Regions from separate parts of the Mus musculus genome. Here regions 1 and 3 are each linked to region 2. The links are chromatin contacts, called in public promoter capture Hi-C maps. All regions are on one chromosome and are shown on one strand. The core of a region is the stretch at or near the end of the contact, and the rest is flanking DNA. Distances in the headings are between cores, read along the strand shown.

Region 1 (2,706 bases), core at 64-2,563, 310 kb before region 2:
ACAGAAGCTTTGCAATTTTATGAGGTCCCATTTGTTGATTCTCGATCTTATAACACAAGTTATTGCTGTTCTGTTCAGGAATTTTTCCCCTGTGTCCGTATCTTTGATGCTTTTCCCCACTTTCTCCTCTATACATTTCAGTGTCTCTGGTTTTATTTGGAGTTCCTTGATCCACTTAGTCTTGAGCTTTGTACAAGGAGATAAGAATGGATCAATTCGCATTCTTCTACATGATAACCACCAGTTGAGCCAGCAACATTTGTTGAAAATGCTGGCTTTTTTTCCACTGGATGGTTTTAGCTCCTTTGTCAAAGAGCAAGTGACCATAGGTGTGTGGGTTCATTTCTGCATCTTCAATTCTATCCTATTGATCTACCTGTCTGTCGCACCAGTACCATGAAGTTTTTATCACAATTGCTCTGTAGTACAGCTTGAGGTCAGGCATGGTGATTCCACCAGAGGTTCTTTTATTGTTGAGAATAGTTTTTGTTATCCTGGGTTTTTTGCTGTTCCAGGTGAATTTGCAAATTGTCCTTTCTAACTCTGTGAAAAATTGAGTTGGAATTTTGATGGGGATTGCATTGAATCTGTAGATTGTTTTCGGTAAGATAGCCATTTTTACTATATTAATCCTGCCAATCCATGAGCATTGGAGATCTTTCCATCTTCTGAGATCTTCTGTGATTTCTTTCTTCAGAGACTTGAAGTCTTATTATATAGATCTTTCACTTCCTTAGTTAGAGTCACACAGAGGTGACTAATTTATTATTTGTGACTAATGTGAAGGGTGTTGTTTCCCTAATTTCTCTCTCAGCTTGTTTATCCTTTGTGTAGAGAAAGGCCACTAATATGTTTGAGTTAATAAACTACGACTTTCTTTACCTACTCTAGCTACCAGCAAGTGGAACAATAGGAGAGGTTGCACATATATAAAGGCTCCTTGTCATCTGTTTTCACTGAGAAGAAACATTTTGCAAAATCTTAGGTATTAGATTAGAGGAACTTAGTGGTAGACAGGTTTTTGAAAGAGGAAACTAATTGCTTCATTCTGAAGCTATACTGCATAACAAGCACACTTTGTTTCACTTAGATTGGTTAGATTATAAAATTCACAAAAGGATATTTGAAGAGGCCTGCTCTTGGAGATTTATTATATCCCACCTCACCTAAGCACTAGCTTGGCATTTGCCACTGCTAACATCCTGAGAAGCTCAGCTACTCAAGTCTATGTTTGTTTAATAAATGAGAGTCCAGTCAAGTCCACTGCCCACCCACATGGTTCTACAATTTCACATTTCCTTGTGAAATGACTTAGATGTTCAAGTTGGATCCTGCCCTGGCTTTGTTGCCAGACAATACTTCCTGCACAAACCTCATACCAAGTACAGAACAAGCCGCCTTGGTGAACTGTTAACACATAGGATGGATATTCTGTATTGTGCTGTGATAAATTATTTCTTTCTCTTGCCCTCATCTTTGGGGCATCTTCTATTAAATTTCATATATTTATAATTCAGTTTTCTGATAATATCTTAGTCCTGGGGATAGATAGTATATTATGTATGCTACATAACCTTGATTTTCTCCTGAATTTTAAGAAGTATAAATTGTTTTTGCTGATTTCTACCCTTTACAGGCCTAACTTTCTCTGTAAACCTATTTTTATTAGGACTCTTTTGCACAGGAATCTGCTTTCCCTGTAGTGGAAAGAAGTCCGTGTGCTATGGACTGCAGCTTGTTTTGATAGCTGGAAACTTTAAACCAAAGGGACATTACTGCTATCAAAACAAAAGCAGCTTTTCTTAGAAATTGAATCTGACATGGTCTTTTTTTTTTACCCTTTACCCTGCCCTGCTTTCTTCCTGCTTGAAGTTGTATCCCTTGACTGCAGGAAATGCCTCTACATTTTACTAAAGCCTTTTCCATTTAAATCTTAGAAACCATCTATAGAAAGATCAGTGCCTTAGGTAGAGTCCCAAAAAGCAACAGTCAGGGCCACAGGAAGCCCACAAACTCACTCAGGGTAACAGTATTAAGGGAAAAAAAAGTATTAAGGGAAAAAAACTACATCCTGTTCTCCACATGAAAATGACTAAATTGCAGATACTGTGTGATTTGAAGGTTCTACATTCTTTGAATAGGGTAGGGAGAAAGGGCTAGTACACATATGGTCAACTTGAACCATATGGTAGAACATTCAGTTCTTGTAATGTCAGTAGGACAAATGTCTGTATTGTATTTTAGCTGGGTAGGTGACAGCAGGGAGAAAATCCCAGTGAAAATGCTTTTCCTGTCACATGTTGTGCTGGATTTCTTAGAATATTTCTAAGTTAGAAATGAGATCAGGAACTGTAGTCAATCAAACTCTTTTGTAATAGTGGCCTCATTGATTCTGACACCTTCTACTAAATAAGTATGGGCAGCTGGTACCCATCTTGGGCAGTCTGACTGTTTCAGGAGTGATGAGACTGTGTGCATGAGATCTCAGTATTATCATTAGCTGCTGGATGTGTTGATAACCTAATTGTCCTGCTCTGCATTTCCTGATCATGGAAAACAGATCACAGGGCTTAAGTTCTCTACCAGCAGTCCAGCATTTGCCAAGCATCTATGAGTTCCTGAGCCCAACCCTAGCAATATAAAAGAAAGAAAATAATGATATATAACGAATACAATGTAAAATATGGCATATTGGCAAGATGTATG
Region 2 (2,976 bases), core at 27-2,526:
CTGGCATAGCAGTTAAGGCAGTGGTTCTCAACCTGAGGGTCAATCGAACCTTTCACAGGAAGCACATATCAAATGTCCTACATATTAGATATTTACATTACAATTCATAACAGCAGCAAATTTACAGTTATGCATAGCAATGAAAATAATTTTATGGTTGTGTTCCCCCACAACATGAGGAAGTATATTAAAGGGTTGAAGCACTAGGAAGACTGGGAACCACTGGTTTGAAAAAATGTACTGCTCTTGACCCCCTGCATCCACCCTGGGTGATTCACAGGGCGTGTAACTCCAGCTCTAGGGAATCCAAAAGAGAACCACCTTAAGTACAAATATATGTTTGCACCTTTGATAAAGAATGCAAATTTGGGAATATAAAAGCATTTTCATTCCCTTGGTGAGAGGTGGTGCCTTTATATGAATTTGTCTTGCCCCCACACCGCATACCCCTTAAATGCTAGGCATTACCAAACCTTGGGCCTGCTAGACAAGGACTCTGTCTCTGAGTTTAAACACCTAACTTCTTTCTTTCCTTATCTATCTATCTATCTATCTATCTATCTATCTATCTATCTATCTATTTTTAAGGAAGAGCCTGTCATGGTGAACCAAGACTGCAATCCCAAAAGTAGAGGAGTGGAGATAAAAAGGTTCCCATGAATTCAAGCCAACTTGGTCTACAGGTCAGGTTGTTTGGGCAGGGTTGCACCTTGAGACCCTGTCTCAAAACTATAATTTACTTATTTTCTTTCTTTCCTTCCTTCTTTCTGGGGGTTAGGAGTAAAGTAGATCAAGGGGTTGCAGGAAGGAACCCCTTCTCTCACTTTCCAGGACAAAACCTCTAGGCCAAATGCGGAACGCGACGCTTCTTAGTGGCGCTTCCTGAGTGGCAGTACCTGAGTCACTGCCTTCCCGAATCATCTCATTTCCGCTGGTGCACTTAGTGCACCCCAGTTCTGAATGCACCCCCGGGGTCCGGCCGCTTGGAGGCCCACAAGGCACGCCCGGGGAGCTGTCCTGGTGCTGAAACCGAGTGCAGCCCTTGACTACAGGCCGTTACCTTTTGAGAGCTGAAGGAGTGCGTCCAGTGGTACAGAATGAGGTGGACCTCCTTGTCCGGCGGGCCTTCAACCCTCAGGGGCACACCGGCCCGCGCCTCGTCCTGCCTCCGAGCCATTTCGCATGAAAGGACTCAGGCAGCTTTATGGGTTGGCCTGCTCTCTGCAGACACTTGCTGCAGCAAGCATCCTTGGTTTCTCAAGGCCCCCTGTTGCGTAAAGGACTTCCTCTACGGTCGAACTGGCTTCTGGGAAATGTAGTTTCTCCCCAAGGATGCTGTGCTGCCTAGTCGGCTGAGGCCCTTAAGAGATCATCTGTGAGATGTAATGGGATGACTTTTAGGTAGAGAAATTTTCTAAAATATGACTGTCTGGCTTTTAAGGCAAGGAAAAATGATAACAGCAAATAATACTCCTGGGCCTTGGACGTTGCTTGGGCATAAAAGCACCAGTTTCACAAGACATTCAGGGTTTTTACTTAGGTGGGAGAGTTCTAGAGAGCAAAGAAATAAAATTAAGTATCAATTAATTTTCATTAGAATATATTACAATGGAATACAAAGTATGTATTTTACAAATAAATCAACAATGGTAATGTAAAAGTGCCTATTGATTAAGTGTGAATGTTCATATCAGAAATACCTGAGATCATGTCCTGCTGTTTTCATTTTTGAAATAGAGATTATTTTATTTAATCTGTAAGCTTTTTGTGAGAACTGAGTAGATAAATAAGACAGTAAACGAAATGGCAATACTACTCACAAGGCCTTAAAAATAGTGTCTTTATGGGTCTGGAGAGATGAGTTGGTGGTTAGGAGCTCTTCCAAAGGTCCTAAGTTAAATTTCCAGCAACCACATGGCAGCTCAGATTGTCTGACGTCCCGTTCTGGAGTGCAGATGCACATAAAGACTAATCAGGTAGGATTTGGAAATAATATACATATAAGGAAAAAGAGGAAGACATTCATTCACACTGACATCGGCATCATGTGACCAAGACATGATCTGACCAAAGACTCACTGTGGACAGGGTTGCCAAGGATTAGTGCCATGACAAAGCTGCTCTATAACAAAGGGGTTCTATGACCAGTATGTGGAAGTCAGGCAAATGCAAATGCGAACTAGAGAGCACTCTTCTTAAGAATTTTTATCTTGATTTTCTATTCAGGGGGTCTCTCAGAAGGGGGCCGCACAGGAGATCACGGGCCTCAGAAGCAACAGAGCTTCTTGGACAGGATCATTTTGGGCCTTCATCCTCAGCCAGTAGGAAGAGCTGACCCTCAGTCCTCTGTGTACCTTCCCCACAAAAGAAGGGCTTGCCTACAGCAAGGGCCCAGCCCTTGGAATTCAGGTGTGATCGACATTTTTTATCTGGGGTCCATCTGAGGGAGGTCCATGCAGGAGAGCACACAGGCCACAGAAGCAACAGACCTTCTTGGACAAGGTACCTTCGTGCCTTCATCCAGCAAGTCTTGGATAGCCCTACACACCAAAAACAGCAAGATTCGGATGTAAAATCATATCTCATGATTCTGGTAGAGGATTTTAAGAAGGACATTAATAACTCACTTAAAGAAATACCATGGGCATACCATTGCATACACTAGCAAGATTTTATCGAAAGGACCCAGATGTAGCTGTCTCTTGTGAGACTATGCCGGGGCCTAGCAAACACAGAAGTGGATGCTCACAGTCAGCTAATGGATGGATCACAGGGCTCCCAATGGAGGAGCTAGAGAAAGTACCCAAGGAGCTAAAGGGATCTGCAACCCTATAGGTGGAACAACATTATGAACTAACCAGTACCCCAGAGCTCTTGACTCTAGCTGCATATGTATCAAAAGATGGCCTAGTCGGCCATCACTGGAAAGAGAGGCCCATTGGACACACAAACTTTATATGCCCCAGAACAGGGGAA
Region 3 (2,710 bases), core at 26-2,525, 460 kb after region 2:
GAGCGAGCAGCAGAAAGAGGAAACAGATTGAAACAGCTCTCAAGCCCTGTACTAGGTTTTCTGGTCCCAGGCATTTGTTAATGACAAGTTGTAATGTGGCCATAGCGTTAACTATGATCCAATGGCACCAGAGTTTAGCTCAGCTGAAAAATATCTGCAACTCTAGCACTGGAGAGGTCGAGGCAACGGGGAGCATGAGTTTGAGGCTAGCATAAGCTATATAGTCAGTTCTAGGCAGCCTGTACTACAGAATAAGGCACTGTCTCAAAAAAATAAGCAAATAACTCAAAAGGCAGAGGCATATGTATCAATCTCTATGAGTTCCCGGCCAGCCAATGTTATATAGTGATACTTTGAAAAAAATAATAAAATAAGCTGGGCGTGGCAACGTATGCCTTTAATTCCAGGAGGTAGAGGCAGGCAGATCTCTATGATTTCCAACCCAGCCTGTCCTATATAGTGAATTCCAGGTAGTTACAGCTATATAGAAAGACCCTGTCTCAAAACAGATTTCAATAGAGTAATAATTACTGCATAAATCTAAAAATCACTATTCGAAATCAAATAAAATCATTATTTGTCAAGTGACTCATACAGTGAATTCTAAAATAACTTTCATTTTGCAAATTAAAAAAAAAGTGAGGCTGAGAATGTCTAAGTATTTTGCTCAAGGTCACACAGTTGGGGAGGAAGAAGGATGCTTCCAAGAGCACTCTAGGACCACAGGCTGGAGCTACAACCCCACCAGGAAGCACTGTGGGTTAGCCTCCTCAAGAGGAACCAGTTTGTGTCGGGGCTGGTACTCAGAAGCAAACTAGAACTAAGAAGAACCTGAAACCGAGCTCCGAGTGGAGAGAGCTTAACCACAAGACAGCAACAGAGGTAAAAAGCAATTCAGAGGTCCTGGGGAAACGCGGGGGGGGGGGGGGGGGTTGGGAGAGGGAAAGGATGATCCGCACCCGGAAGTGGTCGGCATTGCTCCACCCCCACCCCACACCGCAGCGGGCTCACTGCTGGAGCAGCGTTCCTGCCAGCCCTCCAGCTTCAGGTTCAGTGGAAACTTTCTCTCGAAATAGTTGGCGCCGCAGCTCTTTGTTGCCGGGCCACTTACCACAATAACTGTAGGAAATAATTGCATCGGAGGAGTTGCAGAACCACTGTTGCTTCTCAGATTCAGTCAATATGGGAGAAAGCAGCGTCGAAAAGAGAATAAATGGCAACATGATTTAATATCTCCGATACTTTAAACTCGCCAGGAAGACCATCGGACTCGACAGTAAGGAGGACAGATTTAACTTAGTCAGCAGTCATGTGATTTGGAAGCTCCCATCCAACTGCTTCCTCTTTTTATTTGCATGTGTGACTGTGCATTTGTTTTCATATCTGAGCACTTCCTGTAAGGCAAGAGAAGAAAAAAATGACTTAGAATATACTGTTTCTTAATACTCAGTGTAAACTAAAGTATCCAGCACTTTAAAACAGCACATTTTCAGGGAGACAATTAGCTGCCTTACAGGAAACCCTTACTTAAAAGGAAGTCCACTAGCCGTAGTACACACACCCAGTACTTGACAGGCGGATCTCTGTGAGTTCCAGGTTAGCCTTCTCCAGATAGTGAGTTCCAGGACAGCCAGAGCTATAAGGTGAGATCCTGTCTCAAGAAAGAAAGTCCACCGGTATACTACTTTTCTGTGTGCTGGCCACTCCCTCCCACACACTCCTCCTCATACAACGGTTTCTCCTGACCTAGAAAGCTGCATCTAGCTATCTAAGCTGATTTCTCTCCCCTACCCCCTCTCAATTTCTACTCAAGTACAAACAGGTTCAGCCACAAAACAGACAGGCAAGATGACCCCTACACGGGGTCAGTAGCAATTCCCAGCTGGGACCTCACCAGTTTTGAGAATGCACTCAAAAGGAAGGTTGAACTTGAGGCAATAGTGTTGAGTTGGGGGTGGGGTTGGTGCTGGACTCTAGAGCTCTTCCACAGAGTAGCATCTTGAGGTAAAAGTGTGAGTTCCAGTAATTAAAAAAAAAAAAAAAAAAAGAAAGAAAAAGCTGTTTTGTTCTGGCGTGTATTTCATTCAAAGACTACTTTAGAAAAGTGTGCTTCCTTCAGCTGCACGGCTTTTACAGACTCTTACTTTAGGGTTAGCAGCCAAGAAGGCTTACAGCTGTGGCCTACAATCCGGTTCTAGTGGTGACACTCAACTGCTCACTAAGAACTGTTAAGGTAGCAAGGCAATTGTATTTAAAGCAAAACAATAGAAAGATCAGAGCATACTGTGAGAGCAATGGGTCACCTGAGGATACTCCCGGCCACTGGGTGACTGTGAGGGGCCTCTTTTCATCAAGCCTAAAGGAAGGAGGCACTTGAATCAAGGGGCATAGTTTTGATGGTTCTTTATTTTGATCAATAGATTATGTCATTTAATATTTTTCCTACTATATATGCCCATTTCCATAATGGACCCAAATAATAATTATATAATGTATAATTATATACACACCCAAATATGCATTAGCATAATATGGTAAATAGATTCTTCCTTATAGGATGGTTTACCATATTGAGCACATACCCAAATCCAGATCAGGCCAGTTGGGATTGTCCACTCTTCGTACTGTAAATGTTGGAACACATGAGAATAGAAAGTGTCTAAGTCTGATGGTTGTCAGGGGAGACATACCTATCCCATTGTTCAGAGAA

What was found. Promoter capture Hi-C pulls out the DNA fragments that hold promoters and counts their contacts.
Region 1: a promoter capture Hi-C map of second pharyngeal arch cranial neural crest shows a contact between it and region 2, with 2.3 times the contacts expected there. The contact joins the enhancer-like site here to the promoter of Gdap1 in region 2. A contact is called at or near these places in 5 of 39 promoter capture datasets (embryonic stem cells, second pharyngeal arch cranial neural crest and stem cell-derived epiblast-like cells) and 1 of 9 other capture datasets (embryonic stem cells).
Region 3: a promoter capture Hi-C map of hippocampal neurons shows a contact between it and region 2, with 3 times the contacts expected there. The contact joins the promoter of Ly96 here to the promoter of Gdap1 in region 2. A contact is called at or near these places in 6 of 39 promoter capture datasets (cranial neural crest, embryonic stem cells, hippocampal neurons and 2 more) and 1 of 115 datasets of contacts at active chromatin or transcription factors (embryonic stem cells).

What each region holds. Positions count from the first base shown.
Region 1 is chr1:17,449,973-17,452,678 of GRCm38.p6, reverse strand. No RefSeq gene overlaps it. Among named protein-coding and RNA genes, the nearest start is that of Pi15, 150 kb to the left of the region's middle. Within about 2 kb of position 1,313, at least 46 of the 459 cell types and tissues checked have an H3K27ac peak or open chromatin away from gene starts, as enhancers often do. A contact at or near this core is called in second pharyngeal arch cranial neural crest, where this site is marked.
Region 2 is chr1:17,143,673-17,146,648 of GRCm38.p6, reverse strand. Gdap1 (ganglioside-induced differentiation-associated-protein 1) reads right to left here and starts at 1,276. Exons shown (of 6, transcript NM_010267.3): 1 at 1,061-1,276. The coding sequence starts at 1,177.
Region 3 is chr1:16,687,021-16,689,730 of GRCm38.p6, reverse strand. Ly96 (lymphocyte antigen 96) reads right to left here and starts at 1,275. Exons shown (of 5, transcript NM_016923.2): 1 at 1,112-1,275. The coding sequence starts at 1,223.